Regions from separate parts of the Zea mays genome. Here all the other regions are linked to region 1. The links are chromatin contacts, called in public Hi-C maps. All regions are on one chromosome and are shown on one strand. Each heading gives the region's core, a stretch centred on a gene start, on an enhancer-like site or on the middle of the called end of the contact. The rest is flanking DNA. Distances are from core to core; before and after follow the strand shown.

What was found. Hi-C and Micro-C count contacts between places; a contact is called where the count stands out from the background.
Region 2: a Hi-C map of ear shows a contact between it and region 1, with 2.1 times the contacts expected there. The contact joins the promoter of LOC103641958 here to the promoter of LOC100280243 in region 1. A contact is called at or near these places in 3 of 25 Hi-C or Micro-C datasets (ear, endosperm and leaf).
Region 3: a Hi-C map of root tip shows a contact between it and region 1, with 5 times the contacts expected there. The contact joins the promoter of LOC100282678 here to the promoter of LOC100280243 in region 1. A contact is called at or near these places in 4 of 25 Hi-C or Micro-C datasets (ear, endosperm, root tip and 1 more).

What each region holds. Positions count from the first base shown.
Region 1 is chr10:139,834,187-139,839,235 of Zm-B73-REFERENCE-NAM-5.0, forward strand. LOC100280243 reads right to left here and starts at 2,021. Exons shown (of 11, transcript NM_001352976.1): 1 at 1,890-2,021. The coding sequence starts at 1,972.
Region 2 is chr10:139,502,920-139,507,968 of Zm-B73-REFERENCE-NAM-5.0, forward strand. It overlaps LOC103641958 (protein IQ-DOMAIN 1), which reads left to right and starts at 3,004. Exons shown (of 4, transcript NM_001362608.1): 1 at 3,004-3,580; 2 at 4,210-4,386; 3 at 4,476-4,544; 4 at 4,638-5,049. The coding sequence starts at 3,170.
Region 3 is chr10:139,571,912-139,576,960 of Zm-B73-REFERENCE-NAM-5.0, forward strand. It overlaps LOC100282678, which reads right to left and starts at 1,907. Exons shown (of 7, transcript NM_001155586.1): 1 at 1,650-1,907; 2 at 1,469-1,575; 3 at 1,270-1,371; 4 at 748-943. The coding sequence starts at 1,805.

The DNA of each region.
Region 1 (5,049 bases), core at 771-3,270:
CGCATCTTAGCTAGTATCACTCTGGACAAAGTTGAAAGAAACGAAGGGAATCTCAGTCGTGTTACCGAACGTACTAGGATGGGTATGGATTAAACATTTGGGGCTTAAGAATTCATGCCCCGTTTTGTAGCAAAATCGTGGTTTTGGTCCTTGTTTTTTTTTTCGTTTTAGCTCTGTCGTTTTACTCCTGCGACTTTGAAACAAGGGAGGAGTTCGTATATGCAGGAGGGAGTGGAAGTGCAGAGGAACAGAGCAGAAACGCGGAGATCTGATCTGCCGCCCACAGCCCCTGGTCGTCCTGCTGCTCGCCGCCCACAGCCCCCGAGCCCCGCGCCCGACGCTCCTAACGCTCGTGCCCTGCGATGGACATTTTGGCGTAGCCACACGTTGCTGTGTATTTTTCGGAAATATCTCGTGTATGGGGAAGGGCCGGAGGAGGAGAACAGAGAGATAAGATCGGGGTAATTCGGTCTTTGCGCATGACCGGGATTTTTTTTATCTTTTTCTATTTTTTTTCGTCTTACAACGTCAGCGCAGATTAGGTGCAAAGAACCGTTTTTCGTTTTAAAATAATATAATGGAGATAAAATCACAAGGTTTTAAAAAGTAAAGGTAAAGTCACAATTAAACCATAGACTAGAACTTAGACCTTGTACCTCCGGCCCCGATTAACAAACATCTCGTGGTTTTGTGGAGAGAGAGAGAGAGAAACAGCCAATACAGGAACCTGCTAGCTAGAGGCAGGTTAATGCGCGACGAACAGGCAAGGGAAGAAGAAAAGTCAGAATTCTGGACACACACGCCCAGTCCCCTCAACAAACAAAGAAAAATATATAATCAACTCCCCACAGGAGACGCAGCCATCACGCTGCACGCGCGTTAGCACTACTTTGACAACTGCACTGCATAGTATACAGACCACCAACGAAGCAACGAAACAAAACAAAACAAAATATAAGAATAGCAAAGCAAAAGTTGGAAAGTGAATGACACGATGCATCATGTCATGTCGGAAGGGGAAAGAGGCAGCCAGACACACCTTGCTGCCAATTTTGATGGGATCAGTGTTTCGCTAGCTAAAAAAAAAAGCTGAGGAAAGGGGGGCAGCTTCCTGCAGCCGCATCTTAGCTAGTATCACTCTAGACAAAGTTGAAAGAAACGAAGGGAATCTCGGTCGTGTTACCGAACATACTAAAGATGGGTATGGATTTAACATTTGGGGCTTAAGAATTCATGCCCCGTTTTGTAGCAAAATCTCGTGGTTTTGATCCTTGTTTTTTCTTTTTAGCTCTGTCATTTTACTCCTGCGACTTTGAAACAAGTGAGGAGTTCGTATATGCAGGAGGGAGTGGAGGTGCAGAGGAACAGAGCAGAAACGCTGAGATCTGCCGCTCGCAGCCCCTGGTCGTCCTGCTGCTCGCCGCCCACAACTCCCGAGCCCCGCGACCGACGCTCGTGCCCTGCGATGGACATTTTGGCGAAGCCACACGTTGCTGTGTATTTTTCGCAAATATCTCGTGTGTGGGGAAGGGCCGGAGGAGGAGGAGAACAGAGAGATAAGATCGGGGTAATTCGGTCTTTTCGCATGACCGGTTTTTTTTTCTTTTTCTATTTTTCCGTCACTTACGACGTCAGCGCAGATTAGGTGGAAAGAACCGTTTTTCGTTTTAAAATAATAATGGAGATAAAATCACAAGGTTTTAGAGAGAGAGAGAGAGAACAGGAACCTGCAAGAGGCAGCAGGTTAATGCGCGACGAACAGGCAAGGGAAGAAGAAAACAACGTAGTAGAGCTCCCAAAATTCGAACGTGCACAGAAGCTTGCCAGAGAAGAGAAAACCATCACACGCACAGTAAACACACACACACACACGAACGAACACGGCTCACCGAGGGTCTTGGGGATGGAAGCGCCAGACGGCCGCGTACGACCAGCCTCCGGCGCGGCACAGCGCCCCCAGCGCCGCCTCCATCGTCGTCGCCGGTTGCAGGTTGCCGGACGCCGGAGGACGGACGACGGCGACGAGAAACAACGCGCACAGGAGCGGGGGGAAGGAGGGCGCCGGGGCGGGGGAAGGGGCCTGATAAATATACTCGGTTGGGGGAGGGAGACGGACGGGCGGCTGCAGAAGTTGTAGTAGTAGGCTTGCGGGCAGAGAATTTCGAGAAAGAGACGTCCCCGTACCAGTACGGAGACGGCACTGGCCCCTGCGTCGGATAGTGCAGACTGCAGAGCAAGTTGTTTGTTTCACCCGGCTTTTTTCTTCCGTCCAACCGTTTGTTACCGAGCAACGGATCGGGTAGTAGGAGTAGTTTTTACTGGCAACAAACAGAAAGGGAGAGCTGATAAATCCAAGACCACCAGACGACCCTCACGACAAAAAAGAAAGAAAAAGAAGGCACACAGCCAACCGAGATCAAAGAGTCAGATGGGATTTTGTTAAGTAAAGAGGAAGAAAAGGAGAAAAATGGCTCGAACGCGTAACGAAACGGGCGCGCTGTCCTGTCACCTTACAAAAAAAAAAAAATCTTCTGCGAGCACCATGGTTGTTTGTAACTAATAAAGGTCTAAAAAGCGGCAGCCTTTTTTTTTTGCTTGAAAGGACGACCTGCATGGCGGCGGCCACTGGTTCATAGTCCATATGTTTTCTGTAATACACAACTTCCTTTTCCTTTTGTTTCCTTTCCTTATATTGTTTATTATCTTGCCCTGGAAAGAATGCCTGTTAATTTCACTGGCTGCTGCGGGTCAAGATTGTATACTACAGTCTTATCCTGCCATTCTATTCTATTATTACTGCTGCTAAAGGCAACGGTCAGTCTCTCTGTGGAAGCCAAGCCACATGCAATGCAATGCAATGCAAGGCGTGGCCAAAGTTTGGCTGCGAACCATGCAAACACCCTCTCCCGGCCGCCGGTTACAGTAAAAGCTAGCCTTTTGGACCAGTGGCCGGGGCGGGATTAACGACCTGACCTTGCCGCCATGGCAATGGCAACCACAGCCTGCTAGCTCCCGGGAAAGAGCATGCATGTGCAACTGTTCTGTTGTCACGCATGCATGTGTGAGCGCAATGGCAGCGGCGTGGCGGCACAGGCCCACCGCCCACCCACCACCCACTGTACACCGGCCTAGCCCTAGAAGCGCGGGCGCCCCCCCATCGTCGCCGGGGACCGGGGAGTGGAGTGGGGATGGACTATGGAGAGACGACGGTTCAAGAGCAACAGGCCACCACGCAACGCAACGCAATTGTAGGAATCTTGACCGGGGAAAGAAGGAAGATCGCGCGCCGCGCCCATCAGGGCAGGGCAGGGCAACGCGCGCCGGCCATCAACCAACCATCATGCGTGCGCGGAGATTCCCAGACATTCCATTCGGCCCGGACGGCCATGCATCAGTGACAGCGTGACCATGATCGATCGACCTGCTGATCGATGGCGGCTCATCTCTGTAAAGCTCTCTAAGCTCGCCTCAGGTACGGACGCCGCCTTTTTCTAGATCCATGCATGGCTTTTCAACTCATTCCGCGCTCAGGGCTCAGCTATGGGCGAGGAAACTAGTAGCTAGGAAAGGAGGAGGGCCATCGATCCATCATGTGTGTGGTGTGCTGCTGTACTGTACCTGCTAGAGCTAACCCCCCAATCCAGCATGTGTGGTCACGTCTGGTTGAGAGCCTACCAGAGGAATATTTCTAGCTAGCTAGGGTCGTTTCTTCCCGCTTTTTGCAGGGGATGTCTCTGCCGGCCACTCTCCGTGATGATGCCCATCATTGACGTACGTGTCATCGATCGACATGCCCCCCGGCCCCTAGCCTAGCTAGCTACAAGTCCACTAACTCTTGTTGCCCATCGCTAATGGCAAGGCAGTGCCACCTACTCTCCTATAAGTACGTCAAATAAACACATCGTTCAGTGAAAAAAAAGAAGTCGCACATCAACAAGATACTTCCTACTTGGTACTGTACATACGCTGTTACGCAAATTCAAGTAACGCCGATGGTATTATGCCATCATCATCATGACTTTAAGTGTGCAGTGTGCTCACTAAGCTGCAAGCCATAGGCCTATAATTTTGTCCCCTTTCCCAATCTCCCCCACACCACACGTACCATTTTCCTCGGCTGAGCTCCCCCCCCCCCCCCCCCCCCCCCCCCCCCCCCCCCCCCCCCCCCCACCCACAATTGTATTGGGATAATCCTCTCCCAGTGAAATGAACAACTGCATCACCATGACTTCATGTGCTGGTAGCTGCCGGTGAGATGACACCCAGGGCAGCATGATTTCGTTCGCAGCTGAAAGGTGGCCACTTTGTGTGGTGTTTTATTATTGCCCTCACCACGTAGCAGCTGCCGCGCCCGCGCACCTACTAGCTTGCATTGGCGCGCCACCACACAGTGGCGGATCCATGAATTAAAGACAGCTTAACCGAGATTATGTTGTGATCCTCTATGATGCTTGTGCTCGCGCCCTGTGCTGCTTGCTTCTGCGTACAATAATTACCTGCTCTTGTCTATTGCACCGCCGCCTGCCGTATCTGGGTGGTGAGTGAGTGAGTGAGTCCGCCCCTGGAGGTGGCTGATTAATTCTCGTATATACAATCATCACTTGTCATAAGTATATTCTAAATCATCATCGATGACATGATAGTCGATCGCGCGCAGCGCACCATTATCTAGTAGAAGCGGCACAAGTGCCTGCAGGCCAGCCTACTACCTAACCCAATCCTTACTTAGCTTGGTACATCATCGCTCCAGATATGATCCGATCGACTTTCACAAAGACACATCGCGAATAAACAACACTATTAGGAGCATTGGCATTTCCTTACTATTAAACCAGCAAGGAATCCGGCCCCAGGATCGTCCACGTCGCCAAAAATTCCTTGACCGTTAGATCGTTATCAAATGGTGTCATTCTCTCATGTGTCCGTCGTTTGCAGAATCTTCTAGTTCTCTCCACCTCCCCAGTCTCGCGCTCTCTCTTCCCCGAAAAGCCTGTCGCCTCCGCTGCGCGTCGTCCGACCAGACCCACCGCCGTCCCCCAGTCGCCGGAT
Region 2 (5,049 bases), core at 1,754-4,253, 330 kb before region 1:
AATGTTAGGACTCTGATATCGCTGTTGAAAAAGTATGTATGAATGGCTCTGATATCACTACTGAAGAATAGGCACACCACTAGCATATCTATCATGTTCAATCAAGATAAGATGCCGGTAGAGGATCATAAATCATTTTCTCTAGATGCACAAGACATAATAAGAAAACACATCGATATAGTGGAAGTAGTCATGTGTCGTCACATACCAACAACATCAACACTTTCACTAATGATCATCAAGTTCAATTTTTGTCAACACCAGAACAATACAAGCAACATCTTTACGGTATTCAAACATACGGGGATGAAATATCGATGTGCTAGCACTGCACGCACAACAAGAAAAAAGCGACAACGCGTTGGACATCTATAATCCTAGATATAACCACGACTATTATGAGTCTTTTCTGTTTCAACATGCCAATAAATATACCCTAAAGGTCCATTAATATTTATATAGATTATGAGTATCTCTTGAACATATATTTAACAAATAGTTCTTGCCCTCCTATCTTTTTACCACTTTGTGTAATTTTTAGGAGTAGGTGATTATTGCAATGTTTTTTTAAAAAGAAGATGGCACATGTTAGGGCTGCTATCGAGCCAAAAAATTAGGGTTTAGGGTTCAGCAAGGGAGAGTCAGGTTGTCCGCACTGAGGTGCGGTAAATTGAACGCTACCACAATGCAGTATTGAGAACTGCTGCAGCGAGGCACCTCACGAGCTACTCTAAACATAGAGCAGCCATGAGAAACACCATTTGAAGTGCACGTACCATCCCACTGCAAACATACGAGGCTGGTAGTGAGCGGTACTTGGCGCATGCGAGGCGACAACCAACGTGACATATTTGTGGAAAGAAATAATATAATATGTGATAGTTGGTATAGAGTTGAGATATAGAGTAAGCATGATTGTGGAGGATTGTGGTATAGAGTTGATAAACTTGCTGGCGATGATAAAATATTCCTTTTTAGAGTACGAATTTAGAGCGGTTTGAGTGCGGATAGCCTCAAAAAATGCAAGACAGGAAAGAGAAAATATCAAGAGTCTTCTTGGCCAACTGGGATCATAGTAGGATTTCTGCAAAAAAAAATGTAGTTCCAAGATTAAACTACACATTTTGCAAGACGGCAAAAATGTTAGTATTCTTGGCGAAGAGTAAAGTCTTCTTTGTTAAGAAACCATATAGAGGATTATGTGGCCAATATCAAACATATCAACGAATGACTCTATATATTAAATGTGTACCCCTCAAAATAATAACATGGAAAGAGTTTCCCATATTTTGTCTCCGGCCACTTGTGCTTACACGGTTACACTGTCGTGGAAAGGAAAAGACAACATGTCTTCTTCTCCATTCGTTTTAAAGTAGTAGTCGTTTTAGAGAATTAGTGTGTTTATATAATTCTTGATGTATGTGTTTTGTATACGTGTCTATATTCATTATTATCCATTTAAATATAGATATAGAAATTAAGAGCTAAAACGACTAGTATTTTGAGATGGAGTTGGTACATTTAATTGTGCCTCTATTGCTGGCGATAGTGTTCGGAATGTAGTTTTGGTATCTGCACCGACACCATTTCTGAACGCGTATATCCAGTTTGAATGGCACTGATCGACTAGCAGTACTGTGCTCTGACCGCTACCCACTCCACCAGTCTGCACACGCCCGTGGACCAAACGCTAGTGGGCGCTCCTCAGCTCGCGGTTTCAGGTCTGGGCAACAGAGTGGTGCTCTCGCTACTGATGAGCACGCGAGTTGGTTTTGATTTGGCTGTTCCCGTCGTTCCTGACAGAAACTATCCCATCGTAAGCCAAAGCAACCTTTGTCGTGCCACCATGAACTCACGATCATTGCATCGCAGCAGCAAGCCGCACGGCCACGATCGTAGCTAGAGTGTGATAAACCAGGGTCATCGGTTGATTGTCTACTATAGAAAGTGAAGATTTGTTGGGCCAAGAAGGCTGCAGCCCATCCAGAGATCGTCGCGTTTTCCGGACTCCAGAGAAATGGAGCGGGCTGTCATGCCAAAAACAGACCCCAGCGTAGGCAAGCCCAGATAGCATAGGTGACGCCATCGCAACAGCCCCTATGACTATGAAGCCCTTCATCGACCAGTTGAGACTGATCGAGAGCCAATAATCGATGAGAACCACTCGTTGCTCATGATGCATTCGGGGGCACTGTTACGTTGCTGGTTAGGCGATCCCCTGAAGCTATGGCTCTACTGCCTTGGGCAATCCCACGGGCTCCCCGCGGCGGCGGCAGAAGGATGGGGCACGAGATCAATGCAGGTGATGTTGGGTTGCTAAACCATAGGCGCCTGATTCTGGCTTTATTTCCAGACGACAAACACCATCCATCTGGCTAAGGGGTGTTTGGGAGTGAAGTTTTTTCACAGTTTTAGAAAAATACTGCAGTATTATATACGGAATGGTGTTTGACAAGCTGGCTAAAATCTCTGTTTTTAAAACTGAAGTATTGTAAATACTATAGTTGTTTGAAGGTATTATAAACTTAGGTCTGGACTTTAGTTTCCAAAATTATGGTATTGTAAAATGCGGTATTGTCATGACTAAAGTATACTGTAGTATTTCAAAAGTTGTGGTTTTCAAAAACTTTATTCCCAAACAGGGCCTAAACAGTGAATTTTGAACTACTTAATTACAGTCATGTATGTGAGGGTCACAGTTTATATTAATTAAACTTTGACCGTTCGAAGAAACGGTCAAACGCTTCCGGCTATGCGGCCGGCGGAGCAGAGGATCAACGCCTGCCATTGGAGTGAGAAAGAAAAACGTCCTCCACTTATCACGTGCCGCCCTCAAGCTGGCCCTATTTCACAATTTTACACCGTGCCCGACCCCTCGGGTTAAAAAATGATGCAGGAGTTTCGCACTATCACCCCGGAACAGGATAAATTATTCGCATAAAAGGGCCCCACAGTTCGTGCTCCCTGTATAAAGACCAGCGCCTCTAAGACTCTCCCCTGCCCCGTTCTCTTCTGCTGCCTGCCTTTCTCTCTTCTGGCGTCCGCGTGTGTGTGCATTTCACTGTACTGCTTTCATCTCCCGCTCTTTCTTCACCTGCTCCGCGCTAGTGCTGGAACCAAGAAAGCCTCATGCGGCGGCGGCTGGCCGAGGTGCGGTAGAGCGGCGGAGATGGGCTGGGCACCCAGGTGGTTGCGCGGGCTGCTCGGCGGCGGCGGCAGGAAGGCCGCCGACACAAGGCCGGTGAAGGAGAAGAAGCGCTGGGGGTTCGGCAAGTCCTTCCGGGAGAAGCCCCCCGCGCCAGTGCCGGCGCGGCCTCCGACTCCGACGCCTCCGTCGCATCCCGCGGCGACGCCTCGCCGGGGCTATGCAGCGGCGGATGAGGCGGGCGACGAGCAGAGCAAGCGCGCTATCGCGGTGGCCGCGGCGACGGCGGCGGTGGCAGAGGCCGCCGTCGCTGCCGCCCAGGCCGCCGCCGCCGTGGTGCGGCTGACGAGCAGCGGGCGGTGCGCGCCGCCGGCCGCCGCGAAGCGGGAGCAGTGGGCGGCCGTTCGGATCCAGGCCGCTTTCCGTGGCTACCTGGTTAGCTTCTCACAGACTCCTCACCTCACTCTTCAGTTACTAAATCTTTTTTTTTGTTGTCAAATTTCCAATAAATAAACAAATCTGTGTAAGCTACAGCTTGTCACGAAAAGCTAGCTTGAAAAACGGAAGAAGGGGCCTTTTGTTGGTTCAAAAAGAAAACAAAAATATCTCCCTCTTCTGCGTGGTATGCTATGCTCATGATGTGTAACCTACGAGCTGCTCTGGTAACCGCTTCCCCTCCAGCAAGGAGAACGCCACCTTGTGGCGTCAGCTCTGCCGTCGTCTTTACTGCCTGCGCCTTCCAGGCTTCTTCGTTTCAGGAAGCAAGGCATGGCCATGGCCGCTTTAACTCCGCTTCCTTCGCAGGAAATCGGAAGGCCTGTATTATTTTGCCGTTTTGCGCCTAGTTACTGCGTTACTGTTATTGGAAGCGGCTACCGCCGTAGCCGTAGTAATGGCGGTGGTGGTCGGTATGCAAAGTTTTTTTTTGTTGATGTTGAACAAAAGCCTGGCAAGTTGAGAGATGCCAACCTCAGTTTTGCACTGTAGATGCCCGTGGGCTATGGTGGAGCCAAGGGGCCATTGCTGATTAACACCTCTGCTTCTGCTTGTTGTTCCGTGCGAAGGCGAGGCGGGCGCTGAAGGCGTTGCGGGGGCTGGTGAAGCTGCAGGCGCTGGTCCGGGGCAACATCGTGCGGCGGCAGGCGGCGGAGACGCTGCGATGCATGCACGCGCTCGTCCGCGTCCAGGCGCGCGCGCGCGCCTGCCGCGCAATTCGCTCGCAGCATGTCACGGCGCATCCGGTAAGTGAGGGGGGAGGATGTTTCGCTTGCTGGCTCGTGGCTCGTAGTAACTCGCGGTCTTATGGCGGGTGGGTGGATGTGCACGGCAGGATCCGCCGACGCCGGAGAAGTACGAGCAGGCGGGTGCGCCCAGGCACGGCCGTTCCGGCTCTCTGAAGGCGAGTGCCTCTCTCTCTCCCTGTGTGTTGCAAGGTTTCTTCGTGCATCGTGATGGTGGTGACGATGGGTGTGGTGTGGTGCGGTCTGTGCAGGCGAACTCTTCGAGGACACCGGGCGGCGAGAGGCTGGGCAGGGAGAGGTCGGAATCCTGCGGGAGGAACTGGCTGGACCGCTGGGTGGAGGAGAGGTACATGGACGACGAGAAGAACGCCAAGATTCTCGAGGTGGACAACGGCAAGCCACGGCGCCGGTATGCTTCCAAGAGGCGCGGCGGCGGCGGCGGAAACCACCACCACCACCACCAGTCGCCGTGCTCGACGACGATGGGTTCCGAGCAGAACAGCCGGAGCTACGCGACCATGGCGGAGTCGCCGTCCAAGGACTCGACGACCGCGCAGCAGTCGGTGCCGAGCCCGGCGTCGGTGGGCATGGCCGAGGAGGCCCTGAGCCCGCTGCGCGTGCCCGTGCCCGCGGACGTGGCCGAGCTCTGCGACAGCCCCCAGT
Region 3 (5,049 bases), core at 657-3,156, 260 kb before region 1:
TATAGCGGGTACCGAAACCATCAACTCAGAATTTCACAAGAACAAAAAGGAAATGATACGCTGATGCAGTAGGCAATTTACTCCGAGTTCTCCGAATTAACACTGCAAGGAAATGATTTCATAAAAGCATTTTTACATGTGTGTGTGTGTGTCTATATATATAATTCTTATGCTTCCCCCTCTCCTTTACACCTGAAGTTTTTTTGTACAAATGTGATCTCCTATGTAGGCCATTATAGGAGGATATTCAGCAGATAACATGTGGGAAACTATAGAAATACATGATAGGAACCATGCATGTCTTTAGGGTTCATACATGGCATAAACATGCATAGGACACAATCAAGGGGCTCTCTTAAGTCGCAACAGGTGATAAAGCTATATCGAAGCCCACATTGATAATACAGCCAGGAACAATAAAATGTTTATTAAACATATACACTTGACTGTAGAGGTTTGTATCAGTTGTTTTTCTATCTAATGCAACCAAAGATATACATTCATAGGTAAGCCCTTACAGTTCAAGAAGATATGGTATCTCTTCTCTTTTGCTTTCATTCAGCACTGGGACAATCTCCCTTTCACATGTTTAACAAGGTATTATCTAATCTTAGTACTTTATGATAGATCTACTGATATTTCATGTTGCAAACCAAAGTACTTTATTAGTGGCCAATGGTTAAAAAGAAGTTCATCTCACGAGTTCATGTATGAATTTATTTGGAGATAAGCAGTGCCAAAGATTACCTTCTCAGCTGCCACAACAATCATGAGGCGACCGAGGATCTCCTGATCAGAGAGCCTTGAGAACCTGACGATAGCACATCGGCTTTGAATGGGTTCAATTATCTTTGATGATGTGTTGCATGCAAGTGCAAATCTAGTGGTGTTTGAATAGATCTCCATTGTTCTTCGCAGAGCTTGCTGTGCTCCTGATGTCATGCTGCACACAGCAAGAGTGATGTTTAACCACATACTCAGATACTAATACCGGGTTTGTATTCATCCATTTGAGAAAATAAATTTAGGCTCAGAACTTTAAAACTTCTATTTGAAGTCAGGAAAATAATGAAGTCAGGGTTTGTCCACTCCACTGTCAACAAAGAAATTAATCTCCTAGTGCTAGTCTTAGGCTCTTGGCTCAAGTCCAAACAACGACCAATACTGAAATGAAATAAGAAAAAGCATGCAAACAACAACTTGTTTCAGTAAATACAGCACTGCACCTATAACACACTGATGGTGGAAACGCCCTGCGGATGGGCTTACCTGTCAGCCTCATCCAAGATCACGATTTTGTGCCGCCCTGGCTGTAGGGTGACCTTCTTCTGTGCAAACATCTTGATCTTGTTCCGCACAACATCCAAACCCCTGCAAAAGCACGAATCGACCATCAGGCATCCAACCCAAACACCACTCGAGGCAGCCCCGAATCGCCGGTACAAAATCACGTCACGGTGGCAGAAACCTGTCATCTGAGGCATTGAGCTCCAGCACGGCATCACGATAGCTGGGCCCGAGGAGCTCATGCGCCAGCGCCAGGATGCTCGTCGTCTTCCCGGTCCCCGGAGGCCCCTGCGCCAAAAGGGAAGAGGGTGAATCGCTGTTCCGTGCTGCGCAGGGAAGGTGTTCGACGGAATGGCGCTTACGGAGAGGATGAGGTTGGGCATGTTGCCGTCGCGGGCAATGACCTCCAGGCGGGCGACGGCATCGGAGTTTCCGACGACGTCAGCGACGCGGGAGGGGCGGTACTTCTCCACCCACGGGATATCATAGGCGTCGGCGTCGGGGGCGGCGGGGGCCATGGCGCTTGGGTGGGCTGCGCTTGCGCCGCGGGAGTCGGGGGAGGGAGAAAACCGCGCGGTTGTGGTTTTGTGGAATGGAAACAAAAAAATTGGGGAATTGGTGAGAGGGCCTTTGGCGCGCGAGGGTTTTGTTTGGCGTCTGACAGGCTGGGGGCACGGTCGTCTCTATGATTCGAAAAAAAAACGAAACCTGAAAACCGAATCCGAACAACTAGAACTCAAACTTGAACAACTCTAATCCAAATAATCCGAACAATTAAGGACCTGTTTGTTTCAGCTTATAGATTATATAATCTGAATTATAGTCTAAATTATATAATCCAGATTATAATCTAGATATATTATAATCTACATATAGTTGTTTGGTAGTTTATATTATATAAATATAGATTATTCACAAAGACAACAATACTCTTATTGTTTATTTGAGGTGAGAAAAGAATGATGACATATATTGTAATTTCTATTTACATAACAATGAGTAGTAGATCTTTTGCCAAAATAATCTCAAATAAATTAGTCTTGAGGAGATTATGAGATTATCATAATCTGGGGTTTAGATTATATAATCTGAATCCATAATCTAACTGTGTGTTTGGTTTGCAGCACGACATGGATACAGAGTGATCTGAACCTGTATCCGAGCCTACAAAATCGTTTGGATAGCGTCACGGAGTCTACCCATCCGTCGTTCATTCCAAAATACAACAGAACCCTAGCAGCGACTCATTCCTCCAAATCAACCGGATGAGCTCACTCCGGTTCGCATCTCGCACAGGGGCGGCGGCGGGGCAGCTCTGAGGGGATCTCTCGGCGGCGACGACGCGGCGACAGCGACCGCCAGGCTCGATTAGGGATGGCAATGGATGTGATTTATCCGCGTACCCGCGGATAAAAAACCCGTTAGGTACGGTTTTGAGTACGAGTCTGTACCCATGGATACGGATACGGGTAGCACTTGATATCCGTGGATATTTTTAAAACGGGTATGAAAAAACAGTATCCATACCCAAATATCCATTAAAATATCTCGTACTCCCGTCCTACAGGCCACAAGCCCAGGTTCCACCGTTCTAGGCTTCCAACGAAGCCCTCGCTCAGTCGCTCTCGCTCCAGACCCTCTCCATCTCTCTTCTTCCACTCCTACCGCCGTCGCCCACTCTATCTCTCCTCTCCCAAACTCCCGCCGCAGTCTGATACTCCGGCTCCTACCGCCGCCGCTACCAGGTGTTGTGCCGCGCCCGCCAGTCCGCCACCACAATCCCTGCTACTGGCTGCGCACCAGCCACCTCTCCTGAGTCACTGCGCGGCTGCACCCTGCGCCCACCACCTCCCCTCAGTCCCTGCGAGACAATTTTATATTGCTCGCTGTATGTCTTAATACATGTATCAGTTTTCATTTGCTGGACAAATTCTGTATGGTTGTATGTTTTTATCATATTTAAATTTGCTTGACGAATATGATATCATATTTGAATTTGTTGGATTTAAATATGTTGTATATGTAGTGGGCAAACGGATATATCCGCGGATATCCGTTACCCGCGGGTAACGGATGTGGATACTATTTGTTATCCATAGTGGGTAACGGGTACGGGTTCGGATATCGGATATAAGTCGCGGATATGGATGTCCAGAGACACTATCCGCGGATAGTTTATCCGTTGCCATCCCTAGGCTCGAGGTACTCACCCAACCACCGCTCCTCACACTACCAGATCTAGGCGTCGCACCTCAGGATTCACATCTCAGGATTCGCACGGAGTGAACAAGGCTGAGCGTCGCCTCATTCTGACTTCCGATCCCCGGCGGGAAGCGGAGCCAGGACCGGGAGCTGGAGCAGTTGTCTTCCCCCCTCGTCTCCGTCAACTGGTGAGCTCCCTCCTCCACCTCCTCTCCCTGCTCTTTGATCTCGCCCTCGCTTCTTCCTCCCCGGGCGGCCATCAGTTCCGGCGCGGCAGCTGGGATCCCTGCTTTCTCGACTCTGTTTCTCGAGCACCTTCTTGAACCAGCCGATCTGCACGCCGAGGGAGTAGGGTACCCCAGCCGCTGTCTGAAAGGGAATTAGGCTTACACCTAGTTCCTAAATAATTTTGGTGGTTGAATTGCCCAACACAAATATTGGACTGACTAGTTTGCTCTAGTGTATAAGTTATACAGGTGCAAAAGGTTCACATCTAGCCAATAAAAAGACCAAGTGTTGGATTCAACAAAGGAGCAATAAGGCAACCGAGGGCACCTCTGGCTGGGGGCACCGGACTGTCCGGTGTGCACCGGACAGTGTCCGGTGCGCCCGTAGACTTCGTTTTCTACCCTTCGCCCTCGGGAATTCGCGGAGGCCGGCGCGCTATAATTCACCGGACTGTCCGGTGTGCACCGGACATGTCCGGTGCGCCAACGAACCGCGGCCTCCGGAACTCGTCAGCCTCGGGTTTTCACGACAGCCGCTCCGCTATAATTCACCGGACTGTCCGGTGTGCACCGGACTGTCCGGTGTGCCAGCGGAGCAACGGCTCTCTGCGCCCAACGGTCGACTCTGACAGTAAACAGTGCAGAACAGTACACGCGGCAGGAGTCAGAGCAGAGGATCAGAGAGGCACCGGACTGTCCGGTGTGCACCGGACTGTCCGGTGCCACATGAGGACAAAAGCCTCCAACGGTCGACCGGCTCCAATCACAACGGCTAGGATGACGTGGCTGGCGCACCGGACATGTCCGGTGTGCACCGGACTGTCCGGTGCGCCCATCGCCAGCAGACTTCATCAACGGCTAGTTTTTGGATGGTGGCTATAAATACCACCCCAACCGGCCACTTCAAGGGGAGGGAGTCCAAGCAACATTCCAAGTCATCTAGTTGACATACTCAAGCCCTCCCAACCATCTATATTCATTGATCCATCCTATACACAAGATCTAGCCCACTACAACCAACACAAGTGCCACAAAAGAGAGAGCAAGCAATTGAGAGCTACTCAATTGAGTTTAGCCCTAGTGCCTTGTGAGATCCATTGAGAGATAGTGTGTGCTTCATCTTTGTGTTCATTTGTGCGTGGAGTTTTGACTCCCATTCAAACTTCCTCCAAAGTTTTGGAGGCTTGTAAAAGCTAGCAAGAGACACCAAAGATTGTGGTGGTCCTTGTGGGATCGAGAGTGATCCTTGAGAAGAAGAAGAGCTCGCTGATCCTTGTGTGATCGGGAGAGAGGGAAAGGGTTGAAAAAGACCCGTCCTTAAGTGGACTCCTCA